Linked DNA regions of Sus scrofa: region 1 is linked to region 2. Evidence: chromatin contacts called from public HiChIP or PLAC-seq data. All regions are on one chromosome and are shown on one strand. The core of a region is the stretch at or near the end of the contact, and the rest is flanking DNA. Distances in the headings are between cores, read along the strand shown.

Region 1 (6,302 bases), core at 3,233-5,732, 95 kb before region 2:
TAGTATCTTATGAAATTGAATTAAATAAGAGATTTTCACTAATATTTAAAATATGCACATGTCCATCTTACTTGTTCACCTTTTCAAAGAATTTTTAAAAGCTCTCCCAATCCATCAGTTTAATGAAATGAAGTCCCAAAATAAAATTCAAAATTAGACATTTAATAATTCCATTGGTGGGTAGCCCACTTGACTCAACACACTTTTCACATACTTTCTTCCCTTTAATCCTCACAAGGAGCCCGCGAGAAATGACACTACTGTCATTTTACAAAGGAAGAAAGTAAAGCTCTCAAAGGCTAAACTTCATGTACCAAACCAAGAATCTGAACCCAGGTCTCTGACGACACACAGCCTATTCTTTACATCTCACCACACCGCATCTCCTGTTTAAAGGAACCAAAGACAGTTTTCCTTGTGACAATAAAAATCTGGCTATAGAATGAAGAAAGCAAACTAAAGTTTAAAAAGACTGTCACAAATTTAACCAAATGCCGTTTTGTTTTTGTTTGTTTGTTTGTTTTTGGCTATACCTGCAGCATGTAGAAGTTCCCAGGCCAGGGATCAAACCCAAGCCACATCAGTCACCCAAGCTACAGCAGTGACAACAGTTGATCCTTAATCCACTAGACCACCAGGGAACTCTCAAATGTCTTTTTTTTTTTTTTTTGCTTTTCAGGGCCGCATCCACAGCATATGGAAGTTCCCAGGCTAGGGGTCACTTCAGAGTTGTAGCTGCCCGCCTATGCCACAGCTTGTGGACATGCCAGATCCTTAAGCCATGGACCAGGGCCAGGGATCAAACCTATGTCCTCATGGATACTAGTTGGATTTGCAACCTGCTGAGCCACAACAGGAACTCCACAAATGTCTATTTTTGATAGACAACTTAATGGTATGTTAAATGAAATAGGGCTAACCAGTCCAACTTGAAAATCTCTTGTATCTATACTTAGTAAATAAAAAATATAAATTGCATCTTGACTTTAATTTCAGCTACATTATACCAAATATTAATAAAGCCTAGAAGGGAAAATGAAAAGAGTAACAATTATGTGAGGATGGTAGGATTTTACATAATTGAGTTTTACATTTTATTTTTATTATTATTATTATTTTGTCTTTTTAGGGCCGTGCCTGCGGCACATGGAAGTTCCCAGGCTAGAAGTCGAATCAGAGCTGCAAATGCTGGCCTAGACCACAGCCATAGCTCAGGATCCAAGCCATGTCTAGGACCTGCACCACAGCTCATGGCAATGCTGGATTCTTAACCCACCGAGTGAGGCCAGGGATCGAACAATGTCCTAATGGATATTAGTTGGGTTCATTATTGCTGAGCCACAATGGGAACTCCATTTCAAAATTTTCCTTAAGAAAATTTTTTTTTTTTACAGTCCCACCTGCAGCATATGGAAGTTCTGAGGCTAGAGGTCCAAAGGGAGCTATAGCTGCAGCCTACACCAGAGCCACTGCAACACCAAATACAAGCAGCATTTGTGATCTACACTGCAGCCTGCAGCAATGCTGGATCTTTAGCCCACTGTTCAAGACCAGGGACTGAACCCACATCCTCACAGAGACAACATCAGGTCATTAACCCACTGAGCCACAGTGGGAACTCCTCCTATAAAATTGTTTTAATAAGACTTTGTAAAAATGTCATTACAAATACCTCTACCAAATGCTAGTATTTAATAAAAGATATCATAGTTGATTTGACTGGTATGCATGACTTAATTTTTAAAATACCAAAAGCAATTCTCAGGTTAATGAAAACCTTCTAATGAAATCTATGAATACCCAAAAATCTATTTCACTTTTCTACGAACACTGCCAAAATAAGTATTAACAGACAAGCTAAATTAGGTTCTGAAAGTCTTTCAATAACAATAACTAGCTGAAATAAATGGATCACTAACAAACTGTAATTTGGAAACTTTGTTCATAAGGATTTTTACTGTAATAATACCATTTCAATGGGATTTACAACTAAGAATTATTAATAATTCTTTTTTTTTTTTTTTTTGTCTTTTTGCTATTTCTTGGGCCGCTCCCGCGGCATATGGAGGTTCCCAGGCTAGGGGTCCAATCGGAGCTGTAGTCTCCGGCCTACGCCAGAGCCACAGCAACGCGGGATCCGAGTTGCGTCTGCAACCTACACCACAGCTCACGGCAACGCCGGATCGTTAACCCACTGAGCAAGTGCAGGGACCGAACCCGCAACCTCATGGTTCCTAGTCGGATTCGTTAACCACTGCGCCACGACGGAACTCCTAATAATTCATTTATTACTTCACCTTAATTACTCAATCAAAAATGAAGATGGTTAAAAATACTTTTGTCAATTTAGTTATAGTCTTTATTCCCAACTCAAAGAAATTAAGATTATACCAAATTTTATGTCAACATCTGGAATATTTCCTAACAATTACTTCAAAATGGCATCAAAACAAATACAGAGGCATCTGAGTTTTCACTTATCACTGGAATTCAAAATTGTAAATATAAATATAAAATAAACAGCAAAAACCAGTGTGTTTGGCATTCAAAACAGTTAATCTAATTAGGCAAGCATATAAGTGGAAACATATGGCATTAATGACCAATCTAGTTCCTTTACATTTTTGCAAATTCTACATAACCTCTGAATGAAACTGTTTAAACTCTACAAACCTCAAAGTTTGCTTCTACTATTCCAAAAAGTATGTTATATGGGTAAGGTCTAATTTATACCTGCTCCAAACTGAAATTTACAAACCAATCATTTGCTTTAACAAAGGCAGTGTCATGAATTAATACCAAGGGCAACTGGAAACATATATTCATTATAGTTTGTATTCTTTTGTTAATTTCAGGCCAATTTTTTTCATACAGAAATAACCAACCTTAAAGAAGTATTTGTATTTCCCAGTTCATAAAATATTCTGAAAATGGATCAATCACACACAAGGTTAAAATTAGTATTCCCTACTAATTCCTATTCATTCAACAAACATGTATTTGTGTCGTAACTATCATTACTGGAGTTAGTTCACCTACCAATTTTTATTTCTCAGAAAAATACAAATGCAAAACTGCAGAAACTTTTTAAAAGTTTTAAAACTCACTGAAGAAAATTCTACAGAAGCTAAAATCAGGAAATGGCTGAAAACATGTCATGTAGATGTCACTACAGCAACTCCAAAGGAAGATGATGAAGGGATGTACTTACGTTTCAAAACAACGATCCACGTTGTCAGACATCAAAAGCAGCATGCATAGCTGTTCAAGGGCTATTAGTTGCATGTCCCTTTCATCTCCCTGTCCCATCTGCAGCCATTCCAGCAATGTATCTGGATCCACATCTGCCATGGTTTTTTTTTTTTTAAAGGCTCTTTGCTTAAATTAAAAAAGTAAAAGCAAAAATTCCTCTAAATGTCCAGAAATGATCAGGGTGGGTTTAAATTTTTTTTTTCTTTTACACGGGCCAGAGCCAAATTTTCGTGGTGTCCTCCTGGAATTAGAAAAGACTCATAAGTGTGTGTGGATAGAGAGCTTAATGCAGTTTTTCAACTTTCCTTATTCCTCGGTTTAACTTCATATATCACACTAAATAAAAACCAGTTTTGAACAAGAATATAAGCTGATTAGGTTGCTGCTTAACTGGAAACCTGAGCCGTCTTTGTCAAAGACAGTTAAACAAGCTTCCTATCCCAGTACTGCTATCACTAATGTCTGTGCCAAAAGGCAAACAACACCTTACTATGAGTTCTTTTTTTTCAGCAAACGTCTTTCCCCTCCTCGACCCAAAACTGATCTTCGGATAAGGATGAGAATCAGTATTTTAAGGAGACTAAGAATTTTGATCTAATCCCTCTCCAAATTAAGTTTCTATTTTAAAATTACCTCCAATTTCATAAATTCTGCCGACTTCTCGATTTACTTACTGCTATTCTTACCATATCTAAATACAAATGATAGACACAAGATCTATCTAGGAATAAAAACTTGATTAGGAATTTTGGCTGTTTTGGCAACTGTTTTTAAAAGTTTTAAAAGAAATGCTAAAAGTAAGTACAATGGACTAACACATTACGGATCAGAATATAGGCTAATCTATGGTCCTCTTTCCCTGTCCCCATAGAGTGGGCAGTTGGTTAAAAACAACAACAGCGAAGGAAAAGCAACCACAACAGGCAAGTCATTACAAAAGCTCGTAAGTGCCGTGAAGGAGAGACGGCTTTGGGTCCCCTGCAACCCAGGTGCAGGTGTATAAACCCAGCGGCAGGTTCCAGTGGGCACCCAACGGCGGCCGTCAGCAGGGGTGACCCAACACCCTAGGCCCACTCGACCCCGCGCCGAGAGGCGCAGGCACCGCGCTCCGGTTTCCTGGCACCAAACCCGGCTAAGTTAGCTACCTGTGTCGAAAAGGAGGGGGAAGTTTTGGAGGAGGAGCAGCAAGCCTCTCTACCCTAGAGGAGGCCACCGAGGCGGGCTCGGAGATGGGTCTCCCGGGAGCGGCGCCCGGAACTCCGAGGCCCGGGGAGATGTCCCTGGCCCCGCCGGGCGGCGAAACCTTCTCAAGGACAAGGGGAGGGGGGGGGCTGCCGTAGGTTCCGGCTTGGACAAGCCGGGTCCCGCCCCGGGCAGAGCCAAGGCTGGGAAACAAAGGGGCTAAGAGGGTAAGTCAACAGCAGTGCCGCCGACCTTACCAGGGGCCGGGGTCTCGCTCCCAGCCCGCCGCCGGGCATCCCTCATCCCGGCACCAGGGCCGTTCCGACCGCCCAGGGAGTCCCCGCCTCCCCTTCCCTCAAGCTCTTACCCGGGCCTGTCCTCCCAAACCACTCCGGTCCAGCTCCAAGCAGGCCGCGGGCAGAGCCAGGCCCGGCCGCGGCCCTAGAGTTCCCAGGAAGCCGCAGGCCGCGCAGGTCGAGCCGGGCAAGCGGCACAGGAAAAGCCGCTCCTCGTCCCTCCCCTTCCTCCGCGGGGACCTGGTGACGGGGAAGCGAGAGGTTCCCCAGACCAGCGGCAGCCAGCGCACGTCCCGTCCCCGGCACGCGGCTCCTCCGGCCTTACAGCTCAGAGGCCCGCGCGGTGCTGCCGGCGGCGGCGGCGGGGGAGGCCGCGTCCATCGCGATCCGGGAGGGGGAAGGGAGGAGGGTCGGGGGAGAGCCGGGCGGGGAAGCTGCGGAGGGCAGCCGTGCGGCGCGGAGGCGGAGCAAATGGGCTCTACTGACTGCGACCTCGCCGGCCGCCACGTGGGGCGCTGCAGGTGCCGGTCGGCCAGTGGCGCAAGGGGCGCCAGCCCTGGGTGCCAGGCGGCGGGACGCGTCGCCGCCTCTCTCTGGTCTCTCTCGCACTCCGGGCCTCGGTCTCCCTCGGCCTTGTCAGCTGTCGCTTTACTATCGTACGCCCTGCACCTTCACTATGCTATCAATCGGAGCGCGCTCCCACCACCCCGCACGCGCGGCTGCACGTACGCTCAGCGTGTTTTGCACGGTGTGTACACACTTGGCGCGCTCCTGCTGACGGCACTCAGGCTGCACGTCAAACCTGCGGCCCAGGCTGTCTTTGCCTGGCGTCCTACCAGGGCGACCGTACCCGGCCAAGAACTGGTCACCCCTCCTCGAGCACCGAAAAGTGTCGCGGGAGGAGAAGCGCCTCCCTTCGGTCCTAGGAGGCAAACCGCCCGCAGTTCGTTGGAAAGAAAATCTTTCACAACTCCGGGGAAGTAAATATTGTCGAGTGTTCTCTCCATTGTACGGATGAGAGAACTGAGGCTCCCAAAAGCGTGAATTCAGGCCCAATGGCGTCCCCAGTAAGCAGCAGCACTGCGAGTGTGCTTTTGATTTTTTCCTGTGGGTTTTGGTCGCAAGAATGTCTGTAATTATTCCCTTCGGACGTTCTGTTTCACAGGCGTTGAAAACAAAATATATTTGCTTATGGTACGTACATGGAGATATTTAGGATATAATTAATTGGAAATGTGACTATAGCTTCCTTTTTTTAAAATCAAGAAATTAATGCCTTGGTTTGTGAGATAGGTAAACCCATGCCCAGACACCCACTGTACTCTCACTTTTTCATCTTTTAAACAAACATGAATATTATATGATAGTATTTGAGAAGCGTTCTTTTAAGCAGTTAGATTGGGTTCACCATATGCTTGAAGAACTAGTATTTTGGAAATTACAGATTTGCACTGAAGATATCTATAAGTACTTGTCCGACTGTGGCAGGTAAGTGTCCCTAGGTCTCCTGTTAACAGATGAAACTCAGAGAAAAGAGTAGAACATTCCAACTATCTTGTCAGAACTACAACA
Region 2 (6,241 bases), core at 3,008-5,507:
AAGCAATGCTGATGAATTCAAGTCAGAACAAATGTTTTAACATAATAATGAAATTGTAACTTAAAAGAGCACAGCACAGGGGTTAAAGGCCCACCATTGCCTCTGTGGTGACATGGGTTCTGTCCCTAGCCCAGTGCAGTAGGCTAAAGGATGTAGTGGAGTTCCCATCCTGGCTCAGTGGAAACAAATGTGACTGGTATTCATGAGGATGTAGGTTTGATCCCTGGCCTCCCTTAGTGGGTTAAGGACTCAGCATTGCTGTGAGCTGTGGTATAGGTTGCAGATGCAGCCTGGATCTGGCGTTGCTGTGGCTGTGGTGTAGGCCAGCGGCTACAGCTCCGATTCGACCCCTAGCCTGGGAACTTTCAGATGCTGTGGGTGCAGCCCTAAAAAGATACCAAAAGTAAAAAAATTAAAAAAATAAGGATTTCTCATCTTGGCGTACTGGAAACGAATCTGACTAGGTACTATGAGGTTGCAAGTTCGATTCCTGGCCTTGCTCAGTGGGTTAAGGATCCAGCATTGCCGTGAGCTGTGGTGTAGGTTGCAGACAAGGCTCGGATCTGGCATTGCTGTGGCTTTGGCGTAGGTGGGCAGCAGCTCTGATTAGACCCTAGCCTGGGAACCTCCATATGCCTCAGGCACAGCCCTAAAAAGACAAAAGACAATAAATAAATAAAAAAAAATAAAGGATGTGGCACTGCTACAGTTGTAGCATAGGTCACAGCTGCAGTTCGGATTCCATCTGGCCTGGGAACTTCTCCATAGGCTGCAGGTGTGGCCATTAAAAAAAAAGTGTATAGCATGATAGTAAAACACATTATTGATTTGAGAGCTACAGATACTGGAAAGGTTTATGAAGCTTGAGACCTTCTAAAAATGTGACAGCACTTTGCAAACTACATACTTTTAAAGTGTAAGATATTACCATTACCACTCTTGTAGGCTATTTGAGTGCATATACATGTTTGGGTTACTCGCATAATTTTGAAATGAAGGGATATACTTAAAAGAAAATCTTACGAGCTGAGAAATCATTTCATCCAGCTCTCAAATGTAAAAGGGGTCTAAAAATCCTTTAACTTGAAGCAGACTCATCTATGAGAAATTTTATGAAATGAGATTTTGGGGGAAGGAAGGCACATATGATAAATGAGCTAAATGAATTTCAATTGATTGTTGTAAAAAAACTCATTTTAAACTAATGGCTCTTACACTTCAATACACATAAACACAGGGATTGTAGAAACGTAGCTAACAGATTGCTGGGCTCTACTCCAGACTTCTGGCTTAGCAGATTTGGGATGGGGCCCAATAATTTGCATTTCTAACAAGTTCCCAGCTAAGGTAGATGTTGCTGGTCTAGAGGGCCTAAGTTTGAAACCATCACTCTAAACCAGTAATATCACTGGTTGGAATGATAATCATTACTAGCAACATTATCTGTAGCAAGCTTAAGACATTCTATATTAACTTTTGAATTTCATTTAAAAAGCTTTGTTCATATAGAAGATTGAAGATTAAAAAAAATCATTTGAGCTGGAGATAATACTGATAAAAAGAATTACCTAGAGTCAACTCTTTTCTGCTATCCTTAGCAAGCATAACAGCATGTTCTGAAACTTCAGCTGCTTCTCTCTGAACAAGCTGACGTAAACAAGCCAGTACCGCTCGTCTCAGTAACAAATAGGGACTACAGAGATTCACCTGAAAAATACCATTTGGGAAATAAAAGAGCTGAAATTCTTGGTGGCATTCAATAAGTCTAACATACAATCACTGGACCCCTCCTCATTTTGTCCAGCCCATCGCTTGGCTGGAAACAAGTTATTAAAAACACAGAAACTTCTTCAACTACCCTAGCACATATTTCTTCATTATATAACTTAGAAATAGCTTAAGAAGTAATACATGTACTCGACTATGCAATATTCATGAACAAATCCAAGCAAAAGCCTTTTGACAACGTTAGAAGACACAAATTTATATGCGTAAACTAGTTTTGAGAGACATGAGATTCAACTGAGATAATTTATTTGCCATTTATATATTTGTGCTCATGCAACTATATTATAGTGTTTTACAAATCTCTAAGTAGAAATTTATACAAATCCATATAAGCAGTATTAGCATACTGCTTAAAATGGAGGCTCTGGAGTCAAACTGCTTCAGTTTGAGTCTTAGATCTATGACTGTGTGACCGTGGGCAAGTTATTTAATCTCTCTGTGCCTTGGTTTCCTCATTTGTTATATGGAGATAACACTACCCCTACCCTATCTCACAGGGCTGTTGTGAGCACAAAGAAACATGCAAAATTACCTGGAAAATAGTAAGTGCTCAATAAACATTAGTTATTATTAATGTAGCCTCTATCAACAGTAATTTAGATGACATACAGTGTAAGAAAACGCATTTTCAAATAAAGGCATAAACAGTTTTACTCAGAAAATATATTCACCAAAAATGCTCTCTAGAGACAAACATTACACATAGTAAATTTCATATATATATATCTACTTAAATATGGATATACATATATGTACATAGAAATGTAAATATTTTAGATATAGGATACTTCTACTCAGAATGACAGACTCAATACATATGCTTTCTACTTAGAAATTTGTTTTGTTTTGCTTTTTTTTATTTGCCATGCCTGTGGCATGCAGAAGTTCCCAGGCCAGGGATCAAACCCACACCACAGTAGCGACCTGAGCCACAGCAGTGATAATGCCTGTTCCTTAACCTGCTGTGCTGCAAGAGAACTCTGTTTTAGAGGTATTTAAGCAATGTAAATCTCAATAGGTTAGAGAATTCTGGCTTATAAGTATTTAAACAATGTAAATCTCAATAGGTTGTGTCTATCTAGGGTAAAATGATACAACTGGTGATATACCTTAAATGAACAATTAAAACAAGTGAAAAGTTTCTGAATACAAATTCTTACTCAGTGATTTCATAAGTAGGATAAAGCCTATAGATTCTGAAATTCATTTTGTTCTAACTATGAAAATAAAGACCAGTTTGCTGTGGCTTATGACAGTAAATATGTGTTTTTGTGTGTGTGTTTGTGTGTCTTTTTTTTTTTTTGCCATTTCTTGGGCCACTCCCACGGCATATGGAGGCCAGGTGTCTAACCAGAGCCATAACCTCTGGCCTACACCAGAGCCACAGCAATGCAGGATCTGAGCCGCATCTGCGACCTACACCATAGATCACGGCAACGCCAGATCCTTAACCCACTGAGCAAGGCCAGGGATCGAACCCACAACCTCATGGTTCCTAGTCGGATTTGTTAACCACTGAGTCACCACGGAAACTCCTAAATATGCCTTATAATAGTGATTTTCCAAACATAACTTGGAAAAAATTGGCCTAATACTTTTAGGTCCTCTTCAGATCTCATTTGTGTGCAAAAAACAGGACTGAAGCAGGTGAGTTTGCTGAAAAGAGCAGAGGCAAAATTCTAAGAAAAATGAGTAGGTAGGGGCAACTAGTTTTTAACATATAAGACACTTGCAAATAAAGTTAAATCCTTAATTTTATGAGAAGCTAGAGGACAAAAAGGTGTGTGACTATATCACCAGTGAAACATTTGGATGAGAACTGCTTTATAAATATATTCTATTATACTCTCAAGTGATACCATGAACTCAAAAGTGGAAAGAGAAGAATGCCATTAACAATGTCAAGGTCATGTTGTTCTAGTCATGGTTAAGAACTCTGCTGTTAGAAACTAGTACAAAGGATAACAGAGAAGTTAAAATGTAAAAAAGGTGAAGTTTATTCATGCCCAAGATTTTGGCTGTATTTAACAACAGTGACAAAACAGCACTCTATGAGAAGACAATTTTAAAGAAAATTTAATAAAACTACTAGTTATTTTAATAGGAGTTTTTACAAGCATATAATACAAGGCAGGCACAGTACTTAATTCAGGCTGGTCAAACAATCTTTTAAAAAAAGCATGCTCAAAAGCACTCTTTAGGTATTTGGTACAGAGAACTGTCACACAAAGCAAAATGGGATGCTTAATATCTCCATGTCATTCTCCAGCATTTATATTGGGAAAAGGAATAGAGTGGATTAAGGCAAACAAACTGAGCAGGCAAAATACAGAAATTAAATCAAACTGTGATTACAATTCCTTTCTGAAGTGAATGTATTAAGTGAAAATGATGCAAAATTAAGCACAGGGAGTGAGTGCATCAGCTGGAGAAGGTTAGGGAGGATTTGTTTACAGTGGTATTAAATAATCACCATATAACATGCTACACACACTGGACTTTGCATTAATGGTTAGCTGAAACAAAGAGATGCAAAGGAAAACAAGGACATTTACAACCAAAAAAAAAAAAAAAAAAAAAACCAAAACCCACAAAGAAAAAGCACTGCAAATCTCAAAAAGTTAGGAATCGAGGGTCAGGGACCTACCAACACAGAATTATCCAACAAGATCTCCTGCACAAAAACAAATGACAGACCGGTCATGACAAAACCAAAAGATAAATACTAGGATGACTTTGACAATAGTCAGCTAAGTATTAAAATATAAATGTTGACAGAGCTATCATTCATATTGGCTTAGCTTCAGCTTCAAAAATACACCATTAAATACTTCATTTTCCAACTTAAAATGTGAGTTGAGCTAAGATTTTAGAAATAGTCAACTCAAGATGCAAAGATATAAAAATACAGTAATTTCAAAATACACATTTGTATAATTAGGCTTTCCTTTGGAATCTTTCATTAAGCCTCAATAACAAAACCAGATCAAGCAGACATGAGCGTGAAAGAGTGATCTGGATTAAGTTCGCATGAACAGGTGTCCAGCAAGGGACAAAGTTAATGGTTTATCTCATCACAAGTTAATTATAGACTTTTATTCTTAGAAGCCAAGTTTTAAAATTGATAGTAGTTATAACTGCTAGTGAGCTAAGGCCAAGTTCAGAATGGAAGTTAAACAGCATGCAGTTAGAAGAAACCCCTTTATAATATGATTCTTTCCTAATGATGAGATGTATTCTGAATATTCAGGGAGTTTCAATTAATATGAAAATAGTTCATGCTAAATAATTAAATCCTATGAAGAAAAAAAAAACAAACCTGATTCGTAAAGTATTTTAATAGGATAGCAAAAGCAATTTCCTTACTAGAGGGAATACTCTAAAATATAAATTTAGAATAAAAGCTTTACTAAGCAAAATTATTAATTCATAAAATTAACACACTATAGTGATAGCAATTTTTGAATATAATTATTTATAAGAAAAAAATCATTTTACAGCTTAAGTATTATGAGTGACATGAATAAGATTTGTAATTGTTACTTCTGATTTTCTCAATTGCTCCAAATGGACCTAAAAGAAAAATCTGTATAGTCTCTCTTTTTCTTTATACGTAAACTTTGTCTCAGTCGAGGAAAAGAAAATAGTACCACACTTGATCAGATCTAATTCATCATGAATTAGCAGTTAGTCTTGCCCTTTATTTCTCAATAAACTTTACTTAATAAATGAATTCATGCATTTATCTGTTAAATTTTAAAAGGCTATTAATGGAAAATTTCTACTGTGACTCAAAATAATGGCAGTATTATTATATTTAATTGGTGAGTAGAAAGATCAACTTGCACAGGAGTGGATATTTTTCAATAACTGGTTTTGGCAATTTTTTTCTTTTTTTTTGCCCCCGAGGCCTATGGAGTTCCCTGGGCCAAGGATCAGATCCAAGCCGCAGTTGCGACCTATACCTCAGCTGTGGCGACATGGGATTCTTTAAACCCATTGTGCTGGGCCAGGGATCGAGCCTGCATGCTGGCACTGTGGAGAGAGTGCCAATTCCGTTGTGCCACAGTGGGAACTCCGACAATGATTTTTTGAATATAAAGAGTAGTATTCCTGGGGGAAAAGTCATTGAATGATAAAGTTAAAATTCTTTTCTAGTAAGTGCTGTTCTAATACATGTTTAACCCAGACAGAAACCAAAGCTTCTACTAGAAAATTCAGTCGCATCCTCTCTTTAAGGGTCTTAACCTAATTATGACTACGAAAATCAGCATGAAGATTAATATAATGTTATGTTTAAGTTACATATTAAGAAAACAGAAACAGCTACTATTTATTTAGTGGTTATTAAGTGCTGGGACAAGTGTCTTTTCAGGTAGCATCTTATCCTCATTAAAGACAGCTGAGGGTAGAGATTATGGGATGTCCCTAAGGCCACAAACTAGGAGGGGGC

Evidence for each region. HiChIP or PLAC-seq counts read pairs in DNA pulled down with a chosen protein or histone mark.
Region 1: an H3K27ac HiChIP or PLAC-seq map of skeletal muscle shows a contact between it and region 2. The contact joins the promoter of LOC110261745 here to the enhancer-like site in region 2. A contact is called at or near these places in 1 of 5 promoter capture datasets (liver), 3 of 47 Hi-C or Micro-C datasets (embryonic fibroblasts, heart right ventricle and liver) and 2 of 2 datasets of contacts at active chromatin or transcription factors (alveolar macrophages and skeletal muscle).

Annotation. Positions count from the first base shown.
Region 1 is chr7:68,317,325-68,323,626 of Sscrofa11.1, reverse strand. LOC110261745 reads left to right here and starts at 4,482. Exons shown (of 3, transcript XM_021100055.1): 1 at 4,482-4,535; 2 at 4,593-5,924. The coding sequence starts at 4,482. The coding sequence ends at 5,714. HECTD1 (E3 ubiquitin-protein ligase HECTD1) reads right to left here and starts at 5,460. Exons shown (of 41, transcript XM_021099884.1): 1 at 4,802-5,460; 2 at 3,212-3,493. The coding sequence starts at 3,351.
Region 2 is chr7:68,221,952-68,228,192 of Sscrofa11.1, reverse strand. It overlaps HEATR5A (HEAT repeat-containing protein 5A), which reads right to left. Exons shown (of 38, transcript XM_021099894.1): 24 at 1,569-1,707. Among named protein-coding and RNA genes, the nearest start is that of HEATR5A, 81 kb to the right of the region's middle. Within about 2 kb of position 4,257, at least 7 of the 83 cell types and tissues checked have an H3K27ac peak or open chromatin away from gene starts, as enhancers often do. A contact at or near this core is called in liver and skeletal muscle, where this site is marked.